Regions from separate parts of the Anas platyrhynchos genome. Here region 2 is linked to region 1. A link is a contact called in public Hi-C data. All regions are on one chromosome and are shown on one strand. The core of a region is the stretch at or near the end of the contact, and the rest is flanking DNA. Distances in the headings are between cores, read along the strand shown. Region 1 overlaps STAG2 (STAG2 cohesin complex component). Region 2 holds the start of THOC2 (THO complex subunit 2).

Region 1 (6,720 bases), core at 2,257-4,756:
TTAAAGATGTCTGGGATTTTCAGGTGTCTTTTAGAGATGCTCAGGAATATCGTTGGGTGGAATATTTAAAAAGTATTACAGGTACTTTTTTTTCCCTTTTAATAGTAGCAGTTGCTCTTATTGTACAGTTAACTCATTTTTCAGTATTTTGTAATGCCTGTATCTTTTGTTTCAAACAATTTACTTGACAATATAAATTACTAAATACAGATACAGAAACTTCATATGGTTCAATACCAAAACTATATTTACACCATGGAATAGTATTTCACTTAGTGTATTAAGGATATTGATGTTATTAATGGTATTTCCATGAGTAATTGTATGACCCATGAAGCACCATAGCAAACTCTCCCTTCCAGAATAGATGTTCCACCTACTTATGTAATAAAACAAGCAGAAATCCAAAAAATCATTTGTAATGAGTTGGGTGGACTATTTGATGGTGAAGTTGGGGTTGGCAGTTATTAGGATGGTACGGAGGTCCTGGTCTGTAATTCTCTTTTCAAATTTCTAGACTCATATTCAAGTCTAAACCTTTATTTTAGGTTTTAGCCTTTTTCATGTCTTTTATATTCCCACCCCTCAAATAAAACCTATTTAAAGACATTAAACTGTGAAATAAACTTGCTGTAGTGTTCAGTGGTGTGCGCATTGTCTGTGGGGACTGGTGTTCTCCCAGTGCCTGGCTTTCTCCTGGCCAGCAGCAGGCCTGGCAGCCGCCTTCACCTCATGGCTGCGCTCCTCGCCTGCAGGAGCAAGGTGCCCCGCCGTCACAGCATGGCCTGCTACCGAATGAAATGCAGGAACCGCGTGTGGAAAAAGGCAGGGAGAACACCTTGAGAAGGCATCATGGGCATGGGTGGGCCTCAGAGCATGGCAACTAGTGGGTGGGTGCTGCCTGGTGGGGACCCAGCCCTTCTTGCAGGCTGCGGCACCCAGAGCTGCAAGCAGTCGGCTTGCTGTGGGCTCTACTGAGGTTGGGTGGGAGAATTAGCAATAGCTGTCACAAGGACTTCAGCTGGGCGTTACTCCTCTTGGTGCTGCTGCTGCAAGGGAGGCAGTGAGGGAGCTCTGTCAGGTGGGTCTGAGCTGCCACTGGTACATGCCTGGTGGGTGCCTCATGTGGCTGCAGGGTGATGTGGTTCTGTTGTCCAGTCCAGTGGAGAGTTGACCATGCCAAGAAGAAAATACAGTTTTGTTTTCAGACCTTTCTTGCTTTTGCCTCAGTTGAGTGCTAGAAGAGAGGAGTGAGTGGGAACTTGCTGTGTTTGGTGAGTGGAGTGGGAAGGAAGGCCACTGCTTCCAGCAGCAGCCCATGGTTACAATATCGTAGGTGTGTCACAAAAGCATCATCTGGGGTGGCAATTTACCACTTTACCAGTGAACCATTTGCGTCAGCTAAAGAGCAAATACTATAAACATTGAATAAACAGCAGGTCAGGGAATAAAAGTGGCGGTGTGACAGCATAACATAACTGGCCACCATAAGATCGCTTCTTTGGTTTTTGAAAGATGAAGAGGAACTGAAAGATGTTCACAAAGTGGTGTAGAGGTGGTGTACGAGCTGGAAAATCAGAAAAGAAAAAAAAAAAAGTGAAGAAATAGGTTGAAAATACAAGATCGGTACAAATGAGGTCATTTAGGTTATTTGTTGGCTTGTTAACTGTTCACTGCCTTTTGGTATTTTCTGTGTAGGTACACTGTCTGCTGGTGAGCATGGAGGAGTGTAGATTGATGGTTATTCCAGGTGGTCTTGTAAAGGAAGCTTGAGACTTAGCTGTTAAGCAAAAAATATGAAAATAACCACACATCTAAAGGTTTTAATTGCATTATTGTTCAGTTTAGTCTTGATTATGCTATGATAATATGATCAAACTGCTGATACAGTTATAACTAAATCATGTTGAAGTACAGTTTCTTACAATATAGAATGCTACTTGAAGTACGTTTTGTGTATTTTACTCAAATTACAGGATTGCTTTAAAGCTTGTTGGCCGTTGAAATACTAGGTTGTGTAATATTAGTACAAATAATGCTCCTGCAGGCCTGTAGGGAATGTCATGGAGTTGCTCAAAATCTTGCCTAAAAATCCACTGTTTAGTCTTGTTTGTGGAGATGACTGCAACAGCAGTGTTGAGAAGCATACTTATTTGCAAACAAACAAACTGTATTTTATAAAAACAAAAGTTGAAGCATATCCTGATTTCTCAGAAAAAGAGTGAGGGGAACACTGTAGTTTGTACCAGCTTTCTCTTCTACTTTAGTTTTCCAACTATTTCAGGAAAATATTGGGAATACTTTTGGTCCTTGATTTAAACTTTGATCTGGCTAGCATTTTAACTGTCACTACTGTGTAATTGTTTCTGAAGCATCAGCACCTCTCATTCATGGGTAGATAAATAATTCAGGGATGAACTTCTTGAGCCATTATCATTTCTACAGCTGAGTGCATTGCAATTTTTCAAGTTCTAATTTTCTGAATAAAGAAAGTGAGGTCCCTGTTTTTTTTACAGATGATTAACTGAATTACAGTGAAAAATCAATACACCTCTGAACAGTCATTCTGCATTTACTAAATCTTTGTCCTGTTCACGTAGCCGTTTTCCGCTGGGGATCCAGGAGTTGGACTCAGTCCTCGTGGGTCCCTTCCAACTTGAGATATACTGCGATTCTATGATCTCTGTGTTCCCCCCAAAAAGAAAGCCTCCAAATAATAGGGTGGGAATTGTGTGTGTGTACTTTGGAGAATCCATCTCAAACCAAAAACCAGCTACCTGAATTGTTCTGCCACGAGTTCATGCAATAACACTCAAGTTAGTGCTTTTACATGAGAGCATGAAACTTAGGTTTCATGGACAGACCTTGTAATTTTTTGTATTTTGTGTTTGTGTATATACACATACACTTAACAAAGGCTTCTGGCTGGCTTATATTTGTGTTTGTTTAGCCTGTGCATGTAATGAAGTTGTTTTTCAGTGAAGACACATTCTAATTGTAGTTGTTCATGCTTAGTTCTTTTAAGAGTAAAATTAGTTTAAATGGAAACTGTTACATTTAGAGTTAGCAACGTTATATATGATTAGTGTTCTCTGACTACTTCTCTTGTTCTAATGTTTTTTAGTTTGTTGACATTTTGTTTGCAAAAATCTAGCAAGATACAGGAAGGGGTTATGTTATTTCTGCTATTAAAGTGTATTTCGAAATTCCTCTTCTTGCTTTCGAAAGCTACTTACAGGAGACTGGTTGTACTACAGCAGCGAGATGCATTTCCGTCTTTGGAAGAGTCACTGAATCAAACGTGTTACGTGCATTAATTTCAGGAAAGATGTAGGAGTCTTCCAGTGTCCTTATGCAATTTATATATAAATCTTAAGAAAATGTGCTACAATATTACTGCTGTTTTAGCAATCTGTTACAAAGTTTATTGCACAGAAATAACTAGGTCAGCCTCTGGATGACCTGTCTTTTTGGAGTTTCTTCAGTTAGCTTTAGGCTAGAGCTCCACCTTGTGATCTTTCAGCAGGATACATTTTATTTTTATAGTTAATAATTTAATTATGACTTCACAAAGTTGAGTGACTTTTGAAACTTCTCATAGAGTGGGAGATTTCAGTATATGCTTAGGAAAATTAAAGTTAGAGTGCTGTGAACATGCAAATACACAAAACAAACAAACAAAAAAGTCCGAAGAACTGCATTTTATGATGCTCTTAAGTTTAGGTGTATTGATTATACTGAAAAAATATGCTTATTAGAGCACATTAATAGCTAATGTATTTTTTTTTAATGTACTTTCATTGCTTGGAATGGCATCTGCATAAATTTTACTTTCTTCCTTTCAGACTGCACTATGAAGAATTTGATGTTTTAAAAGTTCTGGTAGAATGCTTGTACGGACAGTTTTCCTCCTTCTGATCAACTTCCCAAACAGTGTGCTTTGAGTGAGTCATCAGATCCGTGTGTGAAGAATACATGTTGGCAGGCACCCTGAATTTCTAAAAGGCATTTACTGAGATCAAGCATATTAGGGGAATGGCCACTACCAGTCTTTCCCAATACTAAAACCCATGAACACCAAATAAAATTAGAAAATGTTGAGCTCAAGGATAAGAACGTGCTTCTTTATATTATACAGTTTGGTTGTGGAAGCTCTTGTGTGAATATCATGACAGCTAAATATTGGGTTAAAAAAGTAATAGAATATTCATGGAAAAATACTGATTCTGTTCTGTGAAATGCAGAAATAATGTGTTTGGCTGAAAAAAATCCCCGACTTATTTGTGAATGTTGGAGGGAGAAGTCAAGGAGAACATCACCAGTAAAAACAAAGCAAATGGGTTCTTCCCTGAGCAGCTTCTGCCGGCATCTGCCCATGAGGAAGTGCTGGGTTAGCTTGACCCTACTTGGCAAGACTCCAAGGTCCTTCTTATAATCTTTATGTATGTAAAACTTTAAAAATGAGCCCTTACTGGAACTAATGCAAGGTGGTTTTTTTTTGTTTTTATTTTTTTGGTCATTCCTGGGGCCTGAGCTTGGTACTGGAGATCCCTTACAGCCTTAGCTCTTGTATTCTTGCAGGGCAGTCACCTGAAACTACTCTCTTCCATTAATACTAGTATATAGTTGCGCTCATGAGGGCCAAGTTTCTTCTACTTCCTTCAATAAAAACAATTCTTGAAACTTAAATCTTAGTAGCTAAACTCTATACAGCGTCTTGAATTACTAGATATTTACTTCCTATTTTCATGAAGTGGTTATGTCCAAGCAATGACATTTTTTTTTCTTCATCTGTTGCTTGGCCTAAGATGAGTGTTTTTTCCAAGAAGTGCAAGTGGATATAAACTCCAGCCAGCTGGTTTTATCAGGTGATTTGACTCTTTGATTTAGAAATTACATAATTTAATCATTTGCCTGTCATTTTACATGGTTTTTATATTTTTTCTTCAAAAGATTCCCATGTGATTGTATTATACTGCTTTTTGAGAAATACTTTTGCAAGAACTGGTAGGAAGATAATTTCCTTTTTATATAGGAGACTGAAAAAGTGTTAATTGTGTAAACAAATGGTTAACTTGATTTCTATCTCAGTACCATCAATTTTATGGAATAGGTAACTTTATTACTGTAAATAGGTGGTATTAATGAGACATAATATGAAATTTGGCCAAGAAGGCCAACGGCATCCTGGCTTGTATCAGAAACAGCGTGACCAGCAGGGCTAGGGAGGTGATCGTCCCCCTGTACTCGGCTCTGGTGAGGCCGCACCTCGAGTACTGTGTTCAGTTTTGGGCCCCTCGCTACAAGAAGGACATCGAGGTGCTTGAGCGGGTCCAAAGAAGGGCGACGAAGCTGGTGAGGGGCCTGGAGAACAAGTCCTACGAGGAGCGGCTGAGGGAGCTGGGCTTGTTCAGCCTGGAGAAGAGGAGGCTCAGGGGCGACCTTATCGCTCTCTACAGGGACCTTAAAGGAGGCTGTAGTGAGGTGGGGGTTGGCCTGTTCTCCCACGTGCCTGGTGGCAGGACGAGGGGGAATGGGCTAAAGCTGCGCCAGGGGAGTTTTAGGTTAGATGTTAGGAAGAGCTTCTTTACTGAAAGGGTTGTTAGACACTGGAACAGGCTGCCCAGGGAGGTGGTGGAGTCACCATCCCTGGAAGTCTTTAAAAGACGTTCAGATGTAGAGCTTAGGGATATGGTTTAGTGGAGGACTTGTTAGTGTTAGGTCAGAGGTTGGACTCGATGATCTTGAGGTCTCTTCCAACCTAGAAATTCTGTGATTCTGTGATTTGCATCTGAGCTTCTTGATCATGTCTTGAGTACTTACGGTGCTTCTCACCATTGAAAAACTGAAACTACACAAGTCAAATAACACGTTGGTGGACAGGTTGAACTTGAAAGAGAACTGTGTGCCTTTTGAAGTTTGTACCTTTACTTTGTGCTGGCTTAGAATCACACGTGTGCCTTGAATGGTACTTGGGTGGCTGGCTGGCTGCTCACCTCTTGCTTCCCCTTGCCCTGCTCCTCGCTGAGGTACGTTCCCAGGAGGCGCCAGCCTGATTCTCCAAGTTACAATTGCTGACAGAAATCACAGCAAATCTTTGGATTTTTTTTTAGATTATTTTTATTTTTTATACCTGATACACTTGGAATGATGATACTGCGGCACAGTACGAGTGGAGCAGGTAGCCATGCAGGCTGCCTGGCTGTCATCAGAGTTCTGCGCCACCAAGGCAGGAGCACTGCTTGGCCCTCCCCTGCACCTGGCTGCTCCGTCACATACTCCCCATGCGTTTGCTCTGGGTACCCACTGGTGAACCAGTGTAACTTGATAATCCAGGAATTAAGTTCTCAAGGTATATTTTTGCCCATTTTATTGGGGGATTAAATTGGGTGATTCTGAATGGCAGAGCCTCCAAATGATGCATGGATGTTTTGCTGCCTGCGAGTAGCTATTTGCTAAAAACTACATATAAACCAAGCAGGGGAGGCTGTGATGCACCAGTAATGTGCATTTGTGGTTTTAAGGAAGGGAGGAAGAGGTGACAAAGGTTTTTGCTGTTCTGCAGTGACAAAGTTTGTGAAACTTTTGATCTCACACTGTGCTCTGGATGGCATGTACTGTAGTAGTTGTGGGCTGTCTTGAGATGCACCTACCTATCTTGAATCTCTCCTTTCACCACTGTTTACTTCCACTCTTGTTTCTCTGTCTTTATATAATTGT
Region 2 (6,309 bases), core at 3,791-6,290, 81 kb before region 1:
TCACATTTTTCATCGTAAGTCTTTCACATGCAAAAACAGAAGACAGTATCCGAGCTAGTGTTCCTATGTAAGATGCTATGTAAGTCTACAGTTTCCTGTGTGAGCGATTTATAAAACAACATTATCTAATAAAGCAGGTATGTACAATTATTATAGAGGCTTATCATGGAAAAATAAATTGTAAAGGATTCTGTAGCAATCCATCACTCATTCTATTTGCATCCTGTATAGATTATTACCCCTCTAGCAGGAGTGAACAGCCGTTCCACGAATCAAAGGACAGAATTTAGCAACTACAAGGTAAATGCACCTTTTAAAAACAACTGGAAAATGTGCAGTTTTACGTATAGGTATAATGTAATCAGCAGAAACATGCAAGCTCAGCAAAAGTGAGGGTATGGCTAAGATGTTCTTAACGCTACTGAACAAAATGCAACATGTTTTGAAATAACCTGAACAGACACAGCAAAATAGAGGACTGTACGTTTATTTTATTCTTCATGAATTGTAAATGCACTTACTTTTCAAGTGTGGATGGATTTTCCCTGCTGTTCTTGGGAGTATTAATTCAGAGTCAGATTTTTCTACATCTTAATGACTACTCCTCCATGAAGTTACCCTGCTCTCATTTCTAAGCTCTGTATGCAAATAACAGGTATGTAAAACAACTGATTCTACAAAATTATCTTCCGAGATGCATATCATGACCCCTATGACTTAAGATGATACCATCACATAGGTTACAGTAGCAACAGCCCTGACTGCTTGGACTGAAGATTTCACTGAAGTACATGTTAATACAAAATACAAATTGTAACCCTCTTCCAATCCCATTTCCAGCAATACCAAAATACTAGCATATAAACTTCATAGTAACACAGGACCTGTTTGATCAATGTAAAAAGTCACACTAAAGATCAGCCTGTAAAGCAATCTGCTTTCCATTTTTAATTACATTTGAAGAAATAACTTAAAAATTTGGGAGATGGAGATAATAAATTTCCTTAGGTCTACATGGGAACTTTGGTGGTAGAAAAGAATGCGCTGGTATTCATATTTGGATATAAATTAATATTTGTGCTTATATTCTCCCATACAGGTAGACAATCTCTACAGGTGGATGACCTTCCCTGAAGGTACCGGCAGGCAGTGCAGCTCTTTTGTAGCTCGCTGGGGAGAAACGAGAGCACACGTTTGCAGCTCCTTCATCCTTTCCTTTCTGTCCTTGGTCACACAGTTCTAGCTCTCATTTCAGTTAAATCAGTTAACTCAACTGACAAACCCGGTGGAAAACTAGTTAAGAAACAAGTCGTCTGCCACTTTGCAAGCTGAATCAGCTCACCAAGAGGTCAGATAAACACCAAAGTCAATGATGCAGTGAGGTATGAAGACCAGGCCAAAGCCCTCCCATCCAGTACCATCAAACCATGACATCTAGTCTTAGCCAACTACCTAAGTTAAAAACCAGAACATTTGTCTTCTTAGTAGAATAAAACCCATCAATATTAGTATGATTAACAAACTCAAGCAAAAAAAAGGCACTACAGTATTTTTCCACCTAAACAATGCCCAGAAAATGGAAAATTGTCCGTTTGTTTTCAGTTTAATATCCCAAACATAAAAAGCTCCCTTGAAAATTTTATTATTCTAACCTTGGAGCTTATTTCTACATGTTTAGGACACAGAACTTCTCCATTCTACCACAACCTAAATCCCTTTTGAATATAAAATTATGTAATAAATTTGAAATGCAATAGATAACAGGATAACCTAGAAACTAAACATTAAAAAAAAAAAAAAACAATCACTTCTGAAAAATCAGTCTCAAAAGCAAATTTGTTTTGGACTAAGATTGGGTAGATTTGTTTAAACAGGAACTATGAAGCTGTGTCGATCACCTATAGAACAAGATGGCATAGCAGAGCCAGAAACCCAACCTAAGCCTCCCAACTCACACGCAACGTCCTATATACTCAGTTACACTCCCACGCATGGTCTACGGCAGTAATTATCATGAAGCGCATGTGCCTGCAAATATGGAAGTATATGCATAACTTAACTGATGTGGGTAGTTCTTTTGTTGTGCACAATCAAGTGCATTTTGCAGTCAGAATGGCACAACTACAACCAAGGTCTGTGTTCCTGACTCTCAGCCCTTTAATTGCTCCTCATGCTATGACATTCCTCATGCAAGCAAAGTAACACACCGGGAGTGCCTCAAAGAGGTCTCCAAATTTCACATTCGCAGAATGTTGAGCTTCTCCAGTTTATCTTGCAACTTAAGATAGTGCAGAAACTGCAAGCTCAGTGGTGTGCTTGGCTGGACTTCCCCTTTGAAGGGGGTCCTCGATGCATTTGATCCATCACAAAAAAAAATTATATATATATATATATCCCTGTAGCAGTAAGTGTTTGCCATTGCATGATTGTGTGCGCATTATCAATGGCCTACAGTCATAGATGAACACCTTATTGTGGAAGCCACTGGAGAAAGTGATGTGATTTAAATACAAAAGGACAGTAGATGGGTACACAAATAGGTCTAGAAGTCTAGACTGATGAGAATAATAAAGCAATCACACGGATGTCAACTCCATCTCTCTTTTGCAATAGCAAAACTAATACAGATAATTTAATAAAGTGTACTTAGACAGAGAAGGGTCTGAAAAAAAGATACAAGGTGACCACATCCTGACCAATTTTTCATTTTGGTAACAAAGAATGCTTGAACCTAGCACATGATCTGCATTCATGTATCTGTATTAGATATTATTACACATTGGTAGCTGGGTTAATTAAATTGAAAGCATTTACAGCTTTGAAAAAAAGAATTAGAACAATTCCTACAAAGTAAATGGTCACTACTACTTCGCTTCCAGAACGCTGCCTTATTAAATGGTTCATTTTAGAAAGATCACAGTTTTATTTTCCTCCAGCAAAACGGGAGATTAAAAGCTTTGGAAAAAGAAAGACAAAGTTAAACACTAAGAAGCACTCTCAAGAAAACTTAGTTTAGTAAAAAGTTGTCTAAGATATAAAGCTACAGATACATTGTTTTGCTTCCAGAAAATACTTTCATGCATATTCCACATTTATAAAACGAACACTGTAAAAATTGGTAGCCCTTATCCAAGTAATCACATTTCCTTTAAAATGGATGGCTTCTTCTGCCAACTACTGATAAAATCACGTCTGGAACTGCATTTAAGCAGTATCTGGAATAAATACTTTGGAATAAATGCCACAAATACAGGAATCTAGCCTATTTTATTGGCCCACAACAGGTTATCATTTTCTCCCTGTTCATCCGTACAGAGTACCACTGGAGGGGAAATGGAAGGCGTTAGCATGGCCTAAAGTTCCTTCCACTGTTGAAGTTCCAAGAATTCAATTCAAACAGTGCAACCGTCATTACCAAATCAACTATAAAATTTCTGTCCTCATGCGATCTTCATACAGTTTCCATATCCATAACAATGAAGCTACAAAAATCATCACCATATTTGAAATACATAGGGCAAAAAATGACTTAACCATTATAGAAGGAGACTAGCAAGTGGATTTCACAAAATAACACCATACAAAACCAGGGTCTGTTTTATTATAGCCACTTGTGCATTTTTAAGAGATGTATCCATTTATATACTTCATTCTTTGTTGTTCATTCACTCAAATTCAATCAAAAGGCTCTACTTGTTGCCTAAATATCGTTCAGCTATTGCCATAAAACCTATGAGTTTTATGAGAGAGACTGAAAGGGTATCAATATGAACTTCAGCATCATCTGGGGGCTCCTGAACACGTAAGTTATTGCTGTCAGAAATCCAGCTATTGAACGGACTTCCGTTCACCTTGCATCATTTATATCAAAACACATTAAAGTGACATGACAACACCATAACTGTTCTAGCACAATTCAAATACAACAATGGCTAGAGAGGGGCATCCCTTCATTACAAAATGGAGGGTCTAAGGAAAATACAGTTTTGTGCAGAGAGCCTCTGTGTTGTTTATTCCCTACAACGCTACCTCTTTCTTTAAGATCATTACCCTAGCTGTACAACCTTCTAAAATAGATGAACAAAAGAAAATAACATAAGTAGTGAATATCCAAAAGTGTATCTCATATAGTGATCCTCCAAATGCCTATGATTGAAACTTGATGTTTTTTTAGTTACAACACGAATTTAAAAAAAAAAAAAAAAAACAAAAAACTGAGCATTTACGGCTATGTGGTTGGTAAATAGAACACTCTCGTCCAAGGTAAGGTAATAACAAGAAATTGACGAAGTGGTGAACAACCCCCCGACCCTTGAACACAGCAGGCAACATGGCTAGCAAACCTGCCGAACAGCGATTGCTTAAGACAAACAGAAGGAAAGCCCTGAAAAGGAAGCCCCTAGCACACCCAGATCGCTCTGGGAAGCTGCAGCCAGACCCTCTGGCATCCAGGCGTTACCTCGCAGGATGACTGGGGCCGGCCAACTGACCCCACCTAGAGCGAGCCGCAGAACGCAGCGCCGGCCACCTGCCAACGGGCAGTAAAACGGAACGGGGGCCGAGGCCCGGGCCTGACAGGCCGTGGCGGTGACAAGGCTCCTTCAGGGGGGGGGGGTAGGAGCTGGCACCCGCTCACCCGGCCCAGCGCAGGAAGAGGGCGCTCGGGCAACAGGCGGGCCGGGCCCGGCCGGCGGGGGCGAGCTTCGGCGAGGCCCGGCAGCGAGCGGCGGAGCCGGGCCCAGGGGGGCAGCGGCCGGGCCCTCCGGCCCCAGGAAGCCCACAGCGCCCCCCGCAGCCGCACTCAGGCCCAGGCCCCCCCTTTTTTTCTCCCCCCTGCCCCCCCAGGCCCGCGGCCCCGCACTCACAACTCGTTCTTGCCCGCTTTCTCCCAGTTCTTTATCCACTCGGCGGGGAGCGCGGCCGCCATCTTCCCCGTGTGCCGCCGAGAGCCCGGATGGGGGAGCAGCGCCCGCGGGTCAGAGGGGACGCGGCGAGCCGCGGGGCACGACGGGAGCCGCTCGAGCTGTGCCCTGGGAGACGGCGCGTTCGCAGCCACTGACGCATGCGCGGTTGCGAAGCCGCGCCCTGAGCGGGCGGCCTCGCCCCCCTGCGGCTGTGGCCCCGTCCCCCAGCGCTCGTCCCGCGGGTTGCAGGCCGCTCAGGCCGCCTCCTCCAGTCCGCGGCTGCGGGCACTGCTCAGCCGTCCCCGGCCCTAAGGGGGGCTCAGGACGGATGGGGCGGGCCCCTCGGTAATTCTGTGGAAATTAATGTAGGCCATGGTCTCCTAGAGACGGAGCTAAGGGATCGTGCGGAGATGGCTGGTTAGAAGCGTTAAATGCACGCGAAACGTAATTTGTGGGCTGTGTCCTGTATCGTAGGCTCTCAATTCAGATTCCAGATTCATTGATGGCAGTAACACATTCAATTTTCTTCAGAAAGTAAAGCATGTTATGGAAAGGGTATGAACGACTCCTTTGTGCTCCCCAAAACCGTTGTTTTGAACTGCTGTTCCCCAAAATCATCACAGCACTGGGGGTAACTCTTCACCTGGAGTCACAGAGAAGAGACTCAATTTAAGGGTGCGAGTTAACAAGCACACGCAAACAATCTGCTCGTGCCTTTTATTCCAACAAATAGATTAAACGTTTTTCAGATGTGGCTTTCCGCATAAGCAATTTACTCGTCTAATTGACAGTGACCCAAAGCGAGGTGCTGTGCAAGTACCACATAGCTTTGTACAGATCTGTGAGCCACTGTCACACGAGCAAAACGGACAAAGTTAGAATGGCCGACCAACTGAGGGCCAACACACAGAACTGAAACTTAAAGGAAAGAATATAACAGAAACAAAGATGATGATAAAATTTTCAGAATGCAATGCACCTGAAGCTTAAGTCACCCTCAACGAGTCTTTCAGGGTATTTTACTTGTCATTCAAGTTCTACATATTTGGAAAGCACTGAACAAAAGAGTACGTGTGTGTGTGCATGTGTTCAGTTTTCCTAATTATTTGGAACTGCAAAAAATTAAAACCCTAGTTACTCAAAATGCAGGGACCCTTGTCCAAAATGATGAACCATCTCTACATCCTTTGTAAACCATGTTGCAAGATGTAGAGGTTTTGTCTTTCAAAATAAAATGCAGATAGTCTTCATCTGTTGACACAGCTTTTTTACCAATAAATGACCAAATTAGCTTTTCAATTCCTGTTTGGGCACTATTTTGAAAATTAAAATATTTTTCATTACCCCTTGACAAGATTGGGGATAAAATATTTTAATAAATTATGATATTCATTAAATGTACAGC

Evidence for each region. Hi-C and Micro-C count contacts between places; a contact is called where the count stands out from the background.
Region 2: a contact with region 1 is called in a Hi-C map of subcutaneous adipose tissue, with 1.5 times the contacts expected there. The contact joins the promoter of THOC2 here to the enhancer-like site in region 1. A contact is called at or near these places in 2 of 8 Hi-C or Micro-C datasets (liver and subcutaneous adipose tissue).

Annotation. Positions count from the first base shown.
Region 1 is chr10:2,233,572-2,240,291 of IASCAAS_PekinDuck_T2T, reverse strand. All of the region lies in intron 1 of STAG2 (STAG2 cohesin complex component), which reads left to right. Among named protein-coding and RNA genes, the nearest start is that of STAG2, 31 kb to the left of the region's middle. Within about 2 kb of position 3,506, at least 2 of the 8 cell types and tissues checked have an H3K27ac peak or open chromatin away from gene starts, as enhancers often do. A contact at or near this core is called in subcutaneous adipose tissue, where this site is marked.
Region 2 is chr10:2,316,949-2,323,257 of IASCAAS_PekinDuck_T2T, reverse strand. It overlaps THOC2 (THO complex subunit 2), which reads right to left and starts at 5,040. Exons shown (of 39, transcript XM_038184145.1): 1 at 4,866-5,040. The coding sequence starts at 4,927.